Regions from separate parts of the Mus musculus genome. Here region 2 is linked to region 1. The links are chromatin contacts, called in public Hi-C maps. All regions are on one chromosome and are shown on one strand. Each heading gives the region's core, a stretch centred on a gene start, on an enhancer-like site or on the middle of the called end of the contact. The rest is flanking DNA. Distances are from core to core; before and after follow the strand shown. Region 1 overlaps Tmem45a (transmembrane protein 45a). Region 2 holds the start of Tmem45a (transmembrane protein 45a).

Region 1 (3,925 bases), core at 727-3,226:
TTTCTTTGCCTCACTTGTACAATGAGATTGTCCAGTATACAATGACTGAAATGTTGTTGGTACCATCAGATAAAATGGATATTATTAGGCCAGGGTTTCGTTGCCAAAGGCCACATAAATTGGGAATATGTCTTTTTCATCAACTATTAAATACTAAAAGTATATCCCTAAGTTGCAGGATGGGATTAGATAGGATCCAAAAGATCTGATGATAAAACCTCCATATAACATATATTAAGGCTGATATTGTTGGTTAATAATGATTCTCCATGCTTCTAAAATCTTCAGAATTATTAGTACTCTGGCACCAAAGCCATTAAACCATTGTTGTATCCTGGATCAAAACAAGTATAATAAGGTCCAGCTTCTTAAACTGTGCAACACTGCCATGGAAGTCATGGAATGGCACACAAAGTTTGTGCCAAACTCATTCAGAGTCAAAGGGTTTTTGAATGCCCAATGACCAAAAATTAATTAAAAGTAGCACATAGAATTAGACTAAGACGTTTCTGGAAGCTTCTGTCTATGTTGCATCATAGGACTCCACTACACCCTTTATTCTGAACTGGTCACAAGTGCACGTAACATAGAACCTGCTGTCATGTGACTCAACGCCGATGGACATTGCCACACTTCAGCTCAGATTCAGCACTGCTGATTTGCTGTGAATTATAATGGGTCTTTTCACTGTGTGTGCCAAGTTTTTCTCTTATAGAAACACGATAGTTAAGCACAGTAAACAAAGACCTTTAATGTTTTCTTACTGTCATTCCCCACTATGCAAGGATCAAATAAGTTTGTATATTTTTGACTTGCTGCTGTGTTAGAATCTTTGATTTTTAAAATTTCTGTTTGAGTTGCTGACTTGTCATTTTAAAAAAATAACTATTAAATTAAATTTAATTTGGGATTAGGCAGGGTCTCCAACAATTAATGGAATGGTCCCTGTACTAGCTAGTTTTGTGTCAACTTGACACAGCTGGAGTTATCACAGAGAAAGGAGCTTCAGTTGAGGAAACGCCTCCATGAGATACAACTGTAAGGCATTTTCTCAATTATTGATCAAGGGGGAAAGACCCCTTGTGGGTGGTGACATCTCTGGGCTGGTAGTCTTGGGTTCCATAAGAGAGCAGGCTGAGCAAGCCAGGGGAAGCAAGCCAGTAAAGAACATCCCTCCATGGCCTCTGCATCAGCTCCTGCTTTCTGACCTGCTTGAGTTCCAGTCCTGACTTTTTTCAGTGATGAACAGCAATGTGGAAATGTAAGCTGAATAAACCTTTTCCTCCCCAACTGCTTCTTGGTCATGATGTTTGTGCAGGAATAGAAACCCTGGCTAAGACAGTCCCAAACACACTTCTGCCATTTTATACTACATATTTAGACGGAGTGGCATACTTAGCATTTGAGAACTATGAAACCAAAATATTAACTTTGAAAAACAGTGAAGCTATTCAGTGTCCTGCATTATTAAATATTTAGGCAAGACATAATTTTTTAAAATTTGTATTTAATGTGTATGGGTATTTTGTTAGCATGTATGTCTATGTACCACGTGCATTCAGTGCCCATGGAAACCAGAAAAGGACATCATATTCCCTGAAACTGGAACTATATAGATGGTTGTTAGCTACAAAGTCGATGCAGTATTAAAAGACAGAGAAATTAAAGGTTGGAAAAAATAAATAACTTAGCAGAAAAGTTCCCATGGCCTGTTTAGTGGTGCAGCTGGGATTTGAATCTGTCTGGTGATTCTGGAACCTGAGCAAACATCATTCAGCCAGCCAAGAGAAGGACGTGTCCTCAGCTCTTGAGGACAGGGAAGATAGATGCCAATATGTCTGATCCAGGAGTTAACATGGGACAGGGACCATCCCGTCTAGAAGTTAAGCTTTCTTGTCTGCTGAGCCTCGGCTAAGGAAACTAGCTGCAGGCCATTCTTCTCTAACTCCCTGAAAAGAAGGGTGAGCGTGAAAGTGCAGGAAATACGACTCCTCCTAGCACCCTGATCCCATGCCAAGAAGTGCTAGAAACAGCTTTGGAGAGAGCCAAGTATGTGTTTCAATGGTATTTCAGCAAGGCTGAAATGACAGTCACACCCGAAATGTATGAAGGGAGAAAGAAGCTGCAGATGAGGAAAGCTATCAAGTATTTATTGCAGATACTCATTTCTGAGTCAGACTAGCGTGGTAAGAAGAAGGCATGAAGGGACTAATGTGCGTGCTAGGTACTGACCACTTTGAAAGAAGAACACACTGGTCTGAGGAATTTACACCATTGAGGCTGTGCTCTGTGGTAGCTCTGCATGAGAAGAAAGGGGAAAATAGCCAGTTCACATCCCAGCCCCCAATCCTTACATCCCGCCTTTCTTCTCACCACAGCACAAGTTCCAAGTAGTCAGGGAGCCTTGTGTGGACCTATCAGCGCCAGCACCGTGAGTTTTCCCACTGCTGAGGACAAGCAGATGTTGGATGAATGACACAATAAATAAATTAATAAAATTAAATTCTCAGTGCCATGTTCATAACCTACAGAGGGGAGTGTAAGTCATGTAGTCCTCTTAAATTCTCAGTAGCCAAGTGAACTTAAGCTTACTAAATAAAACACCCATTCCACCTGGATACATCCTGATTGTACCATTTAAATATGTGACCGACAGAAAGTAACTGCTAATAAAGCAGCTGGCATTCTGTTTTCCTCTAGAGAGACCGTTTCCACAATTCTGGAGAAAATAAGATTGCAAAGTGGAAATAAATTTAAAAGTAAGACTTGGTCTTCTATGAGAACATCAGTGTAGGAGGGAAGGAGGGCAGCTGAGTGTCTCCTCAGGAACCAACCACATCTGGCTTTCTTTAGGAAGACTTTTCAAAACTCAAAAAAAAAAAAAATCGGTGCCACCTCTCCTAGGGGAGCAATGTCCCGGAAACATGAGTCATGAGCAAAGTAGAGGGAAATTCACACTCGGCATCCAATTAAGCATCTCACAGTTCATGTGTTCAGTAGCTGCATGTGGCTAATGGCCACTGAACAATTCCGGATACCAAATGTCTACGACAAATAAATAAGTGGGATAGAGAAAAGGAAGGAAAGGGAGGAAGAAAAGGAGATGCTGGTAGCATCCTTAGTTCTATTCTCAGCTTCCCATCAGTCTCGACACTGAGACACTGAGTTGTGAGACCTACCTTTATCTATAAAGACACTTGTTCGAAGATGCCGTGCAACTTCACATGTCATTGGAATGAAAGGAGCAGAATGTACACTGCAATATTCTCTTCAGCATCACCTGCATTCGCAGCAGCCATTCACAAGTTTACTGAAAACAACGGTGAAGCTACGTATGACAACCAGGTGACACATCCCAGATCTCCTGCAAATACTGCTTTGAATGCCACAGATGACTCCTCCCTTCAGTGGACATGTCCTCCACTTCTTGAGTGGCCCTCCATTTCTGCACTCAACTTACTAAGAACAAAACAAAGGCTCCACCTGTGGCTCCCCAAACAAGCTTCGACATCCCTTCCTGAATCCAGCTAGCATCCCTTCTCACCTTCACCCAAGTAACATGTGCCCTATTCAACTCAGCCCCACAAGGCAAAGGAAGAAGAGGAAGAGAATGGGAAGGAAAAGGAAGAGGGGACAAGGGGAAGAGAGTGGGTACAAACACTTTCCTTTGTCCAAGAATCGTGTCACTGCAGAACGTTCTCGGATCCTCTCTCAAAGGCGAATCTCCCTTTTCTTTATTCTCAAGGCACCACCACTTATGTGAGGATCCTTTTAACTGGACAATAAACTTCTACAAAGGAGCAGCTATGTCCCTGATCATTGTATCCATTGAATGGGAGCTATTGTACCGCAGGGTCCAAAGGACTAAGAGAAGACAGGAATATCTGCATTCTACTCAGAAACCTCATCCAGATGTGCATGACAG
Region 2 (3,925 bases), core at 963-3,462, 33 kb after region 1:
CAGAAAGCTTACCTCCATCACACACACACACACACACACACACACACACACACACACACACACTTCTCATAGATGTTCTCAATGCTCCAAGGATAGCTCCACACTTTCCAGCACTTGAACCTTTGCCATATTTTGCCTTGCTCCTAGATGCTGTCTCAGCCCTACGACCCCTTCCCACCACCACCCCTAAAACAAACTAGCAACCCTCCCTCCCAGTACAGGGGAACGCCAGGGCCAAGAAATGGGAGTGGGTGGGTAGGGGAGCAAGGTGGTGTGGGGGAGGGTATAAGGAAGTTTCAGGATAGCATTTGAAATGTAAATAAAGAAAATATCTAATAAAACAGAGTACATAAACTGAAAAAAAAAAAAAGAAAAGAAAGAAATGGCACTGTTTCCATGAAACCAGCCTACATTCAGATGGCCTTTTCTATCGTATACACTCCAGAACCTTCTACATCTAAGGCCCCAACCAGTTCTTCTTTGCTATCCATTCATGAAGCCTTTTCTTTGACAACCTTGCATCATGCCTTGGCTAGCAAGTTTGCGGAACTGAATAAATCCTGGTTTCTAGGAGGGAAGTCGGAATGCTATTGAAGAAATGCACAGAAGCCGGGGAGGAAGGCAATAAGGAATGAATGCCAGGCTAGCCTAATAACTGGCATGCTTTAACTCAACACTCTAGACCTCATCAGTATGTATGATTGCTTATTATTAACACATTATAAAGGAGAAAATTGGGGAACAGCGCTTTACCCAAGATCTACTGTGAAACTGTGAATGGGTCAAGACGAGCTAACTCTCATTGCCTCTTTGCAATAATACCCTTCTAACCCAGCATTTCTAAATCCTCTGAAACTGTTCTACCTTTGTGGACAAAAACATGCTCTAAAAGTAATCATTTCTGCTCTAAATTCCCAAATGGTGCTTTAAGAGCCAGAAGCTAAAGATCTACTTGAGTCAAATCTTCCCCAAACAGTAACCAGCATGCAACAGAACTCTGAACTTCGGAACATTACTCAGGCAGAGGGAACCATAGATGTTTCAGAAGGAATGGGCCTTGAGCCACCAGCAGGTCAGCATTTTCCACCACCTCATTGCTAAATCATGACGTATAAAGTAGAACTATCTGTAAGCGCGCACGTATAATAAACACCGTGGATATTATTTTTGATGGAACAACAGGTTAAGTATGTAATTATAGGATTGCAGACACACAGAGAGGTCTATCACTTATTTAATTATTTTGTTAGTAACCTAAGAGGAATTTAGATCTCCCTCTTTGAGATATGATATTGGCACTTTCAACTACAAACTTAAGTGAAGGATCCAGTAAGTCCTTTATAAGATTCAAGTTTTAAATAATTTGTCAAACGTTGTGTTAATTCTAAATACACCAGAGAGTTTTCTCAGTCATCCATCAAAATAGTGGAGGACAGGAGGGGGAGGAGGAAGAAGAAGAGCAAGAGAATGAAGAAGAGTTAGAAGAAGGAAGAGAAGGAGAAGAAGAGGAAGAAGAGAAGGAGGAGGAAGAAGGAGAAGGAGAAGGGAGGAAAAGAAAGGAGAAGAAGTCGAGAAGAATAACTTTAGGATGAAGAAAGGTTTACAACAAAACACCAGTCAAAATTTTGTTCCCAAGAAATCTTATATGAGCACCAACTCTCCAACCCTCATCAATTTTAAAATGCAAACCAAACATTTCCCCAAAAACAGAAAAGAAAGAAGCCCGATATCCTTACAGTCTTTCCCAGCATGAGATGTTTTTCTCCCCTTAACAAACAGAAGTCTGGCAAGAAGAGCAAAGGCACAGGCTAGAGAGCTCAGCAGGACAAGGAGGAAGATGTCCCCAAGTCTCCACAACTTACCCAACTTGTCCTGTTTGCGCACACCTTACTCTCCCCACTTTGTCAGTTAGGATCAGAAGGCAGCTGAGCTTTGGTTGCTGTTTCTGTTCTTTTGATCTCAAAGCCCCATGAAAACTAAACTGTGTTGAATGTGATGTGGCCTCGCCTCACATGGGGGGTGGGGGGGAGGGAGAGAAAAAGATTCAAGCGTGGGTTGCTTATTGCTTCTTGGGGAAAAAAAAATTAAGTAGTAAGTGGCTAGCAGGAGGCTACGTGGGGGACGTGCCTTGCGGGTGGCAGGCCTGGAAGAGGCCCACAAACTTTCTCAGCACAGCTGTCCAGATGTGCTTCATCTGGTTTCCCCGGCGGGGCACTGACTGGGGTTGCAGTTGGAGGCAAAGCCTCCTCTCTGATTGCCGATTGGTGGAGCAGCCCGCCACTCCTGCGGGCTCAATCTGCCTCCACCCACTGGGCCACTCGCATCCTAGAAAGGAACTTAGCTGGGCGCGCTGTGCAGTCGCTGATGTGGCACTGCGTGGCAGTGGGGTCTGGGGTGGGGTAGTTGGAAGGGTCGCTAGAACTCAGAGCTTGCCCCTGCCCTTGGTCCGTGAGGGCAGGCCTTCTAAGGGACTAGTTTGTTTAAGCAGGGGGGTCGTTATCGTTTGGGACAAGAATCAGGATGAGTAGCTTAAGGGGGCAGGCATTTCCAAATAGAAGGGGTTGGAGAAGTACCGTACCCACGCCTTCAAATGGGCGGTCCAGTCCCGCCTCAAAGATTTTCTATCCACACCTTCTCTGGCAAAAGAAAAGTGGGTGTCCGAGAGCGCTATTTTGGGATAAAGGTTCAGGAATAATGAACCTTTTAGTAAGACGTGAGCTATTCAGAAATGTGGTCGTTTCTGTGAAGAAGCCCTGGGTGAGTGCAAAAAAAAAAAAAAAAAAAAAAAAAAGCTTAAAAGAAAAGGGCGGTGGGGAGGAAATGCTTGAGGATCTTTTACAGCTGAAAGGAGTAATGGTTGGGAAGACATCGCGAACTCTCATTTTGATGTCTGAGGACTGTAGAATTGCACCAAACATGTTTGATTGTGTATGAAGTCATTCGTGTCCTGTGGTGAGCTTTCAGAATCATCTGTGCTCAGTGGTGCACATTCTGTCATGGGAAGCTGCTTCACAATGGGCTGGTCATCAAGGAAGGATTAGCTAGCTTTTCATACATTACCGTCAACAGACATCATGTTTGTTGACTACTAGGACAGGCTCCTCACAAAAGAAAAAAAGATTGCTTCCGTTTGCAGGAATGTAGATTCAAGTTTCTCATGGCTATACATAATTGGCCCCCTTGGACATCTACAGAAGCCAGAAGGAAGAGACTCTGGAAGGCTGACAGAAGGTAGACCCACTAGAAATCCCAGCATTCAGGGAACCACATTATGGTGAGGCCATAGGCTTGGCTTCTAATCCACTGACGCTGAAGATGTCAGTCTGCACCTAGAATGTCCACAGAGGACATGTATTAAAGCCTGAGAAAGTGGAACCATTAACGTCAAGACATGATAGGAAGAAGTTAGACCACTGTGAAGCGTTATCTTTCTTTCTTTCTTTTTTTTTTCTTTTTAAAAATATTTTAACTTATTCACTTTACATCCGGCTTACTGCCCCCCACTCCCAGTCATCTCCTCTCACAATCCTTCCCCCATCCTTGCTCCCCTTCTACTCTGAGCAGGTGGAACCCCCCCCCCACACACACACACATACAGTGTCCCCCAACCCTAGCATTTCAAGTCTCTGCAAGCCTAGGTGCTTCCTCTCCCTCTGAGGCCAGACAAGGCAGCCCAGCTACAACATATTCCACATACAGGCAACAGCTTTTGGTATAGCTCCCATTCCAGTTGTTTGGGACCCAGATGAATAACAAGCTGCACATCTATTACATATGAACAGGAAAGCCTAGGTCCAGCCCATGTATGTTCTTTGGTTGATTGTTCAGACTCTAGAGCCCCCAAGGGTTCAGGTTAGTTGACTCTGTTGGTCTTCCTGTGGAGTTTCTATTCCCCTAGGGGCCACAATCTTTCCTCCTATTCTTC

Evidence for each region. Hi-C and Micro-C count contacts between places; a contact is called where the count stands out from the background.
Region 2: a Hi-C map of uterus shows a contact between it and region 1, with 4 times the contacts expected there. The contact joins the promoter of Tmem45a here to the enhancer-like site in region 1. A contact is called at or near these places in 5 of 484 Hi-C or Micro-C datasets (embryonic fibroblasts, muscle stem cells, nephron progenitors and 1 more), 3 of 115 datasets of contacts at active chromatin or transcription factors (embryonic fibroblasts, embryonic stem cells and stem cell-derived neural progenitor cells) and 1 of 9 other capture datasets (adipose tissue).

The regions. Positions count from the first base shown.
Region 1 is chr16:56,851,030-56,854,954 of GRCm38.p6, forward strand. The region is part of intron 1 of Tmem45a (transmembrane protein 45a); the gene reads right to left. Among named protein-coding and RNA genes, the nearest start is that of Tmem45a, 33 kb to the right of the region's middle. Within about 2 kb of position 1,977, at least 53 of the 459 cell types and tissues checked have an H3K27ac peak or open chromatin away from gene starts, as enhancers often do. A contact at or near this core is called in adipose tissue, embryonic fibroblasts, muscle stem cells and 1 more, where this site is marked.
Region 2 is chr16:56,883,951-56,887,875 of GRCm38.p6, forward strand. Tmem45a (transmembrane protein 45a) reads right to left here and starts at 2,213. Exons shown (of 6, transcript NM_019631.3): 1 at 1,863-2,213.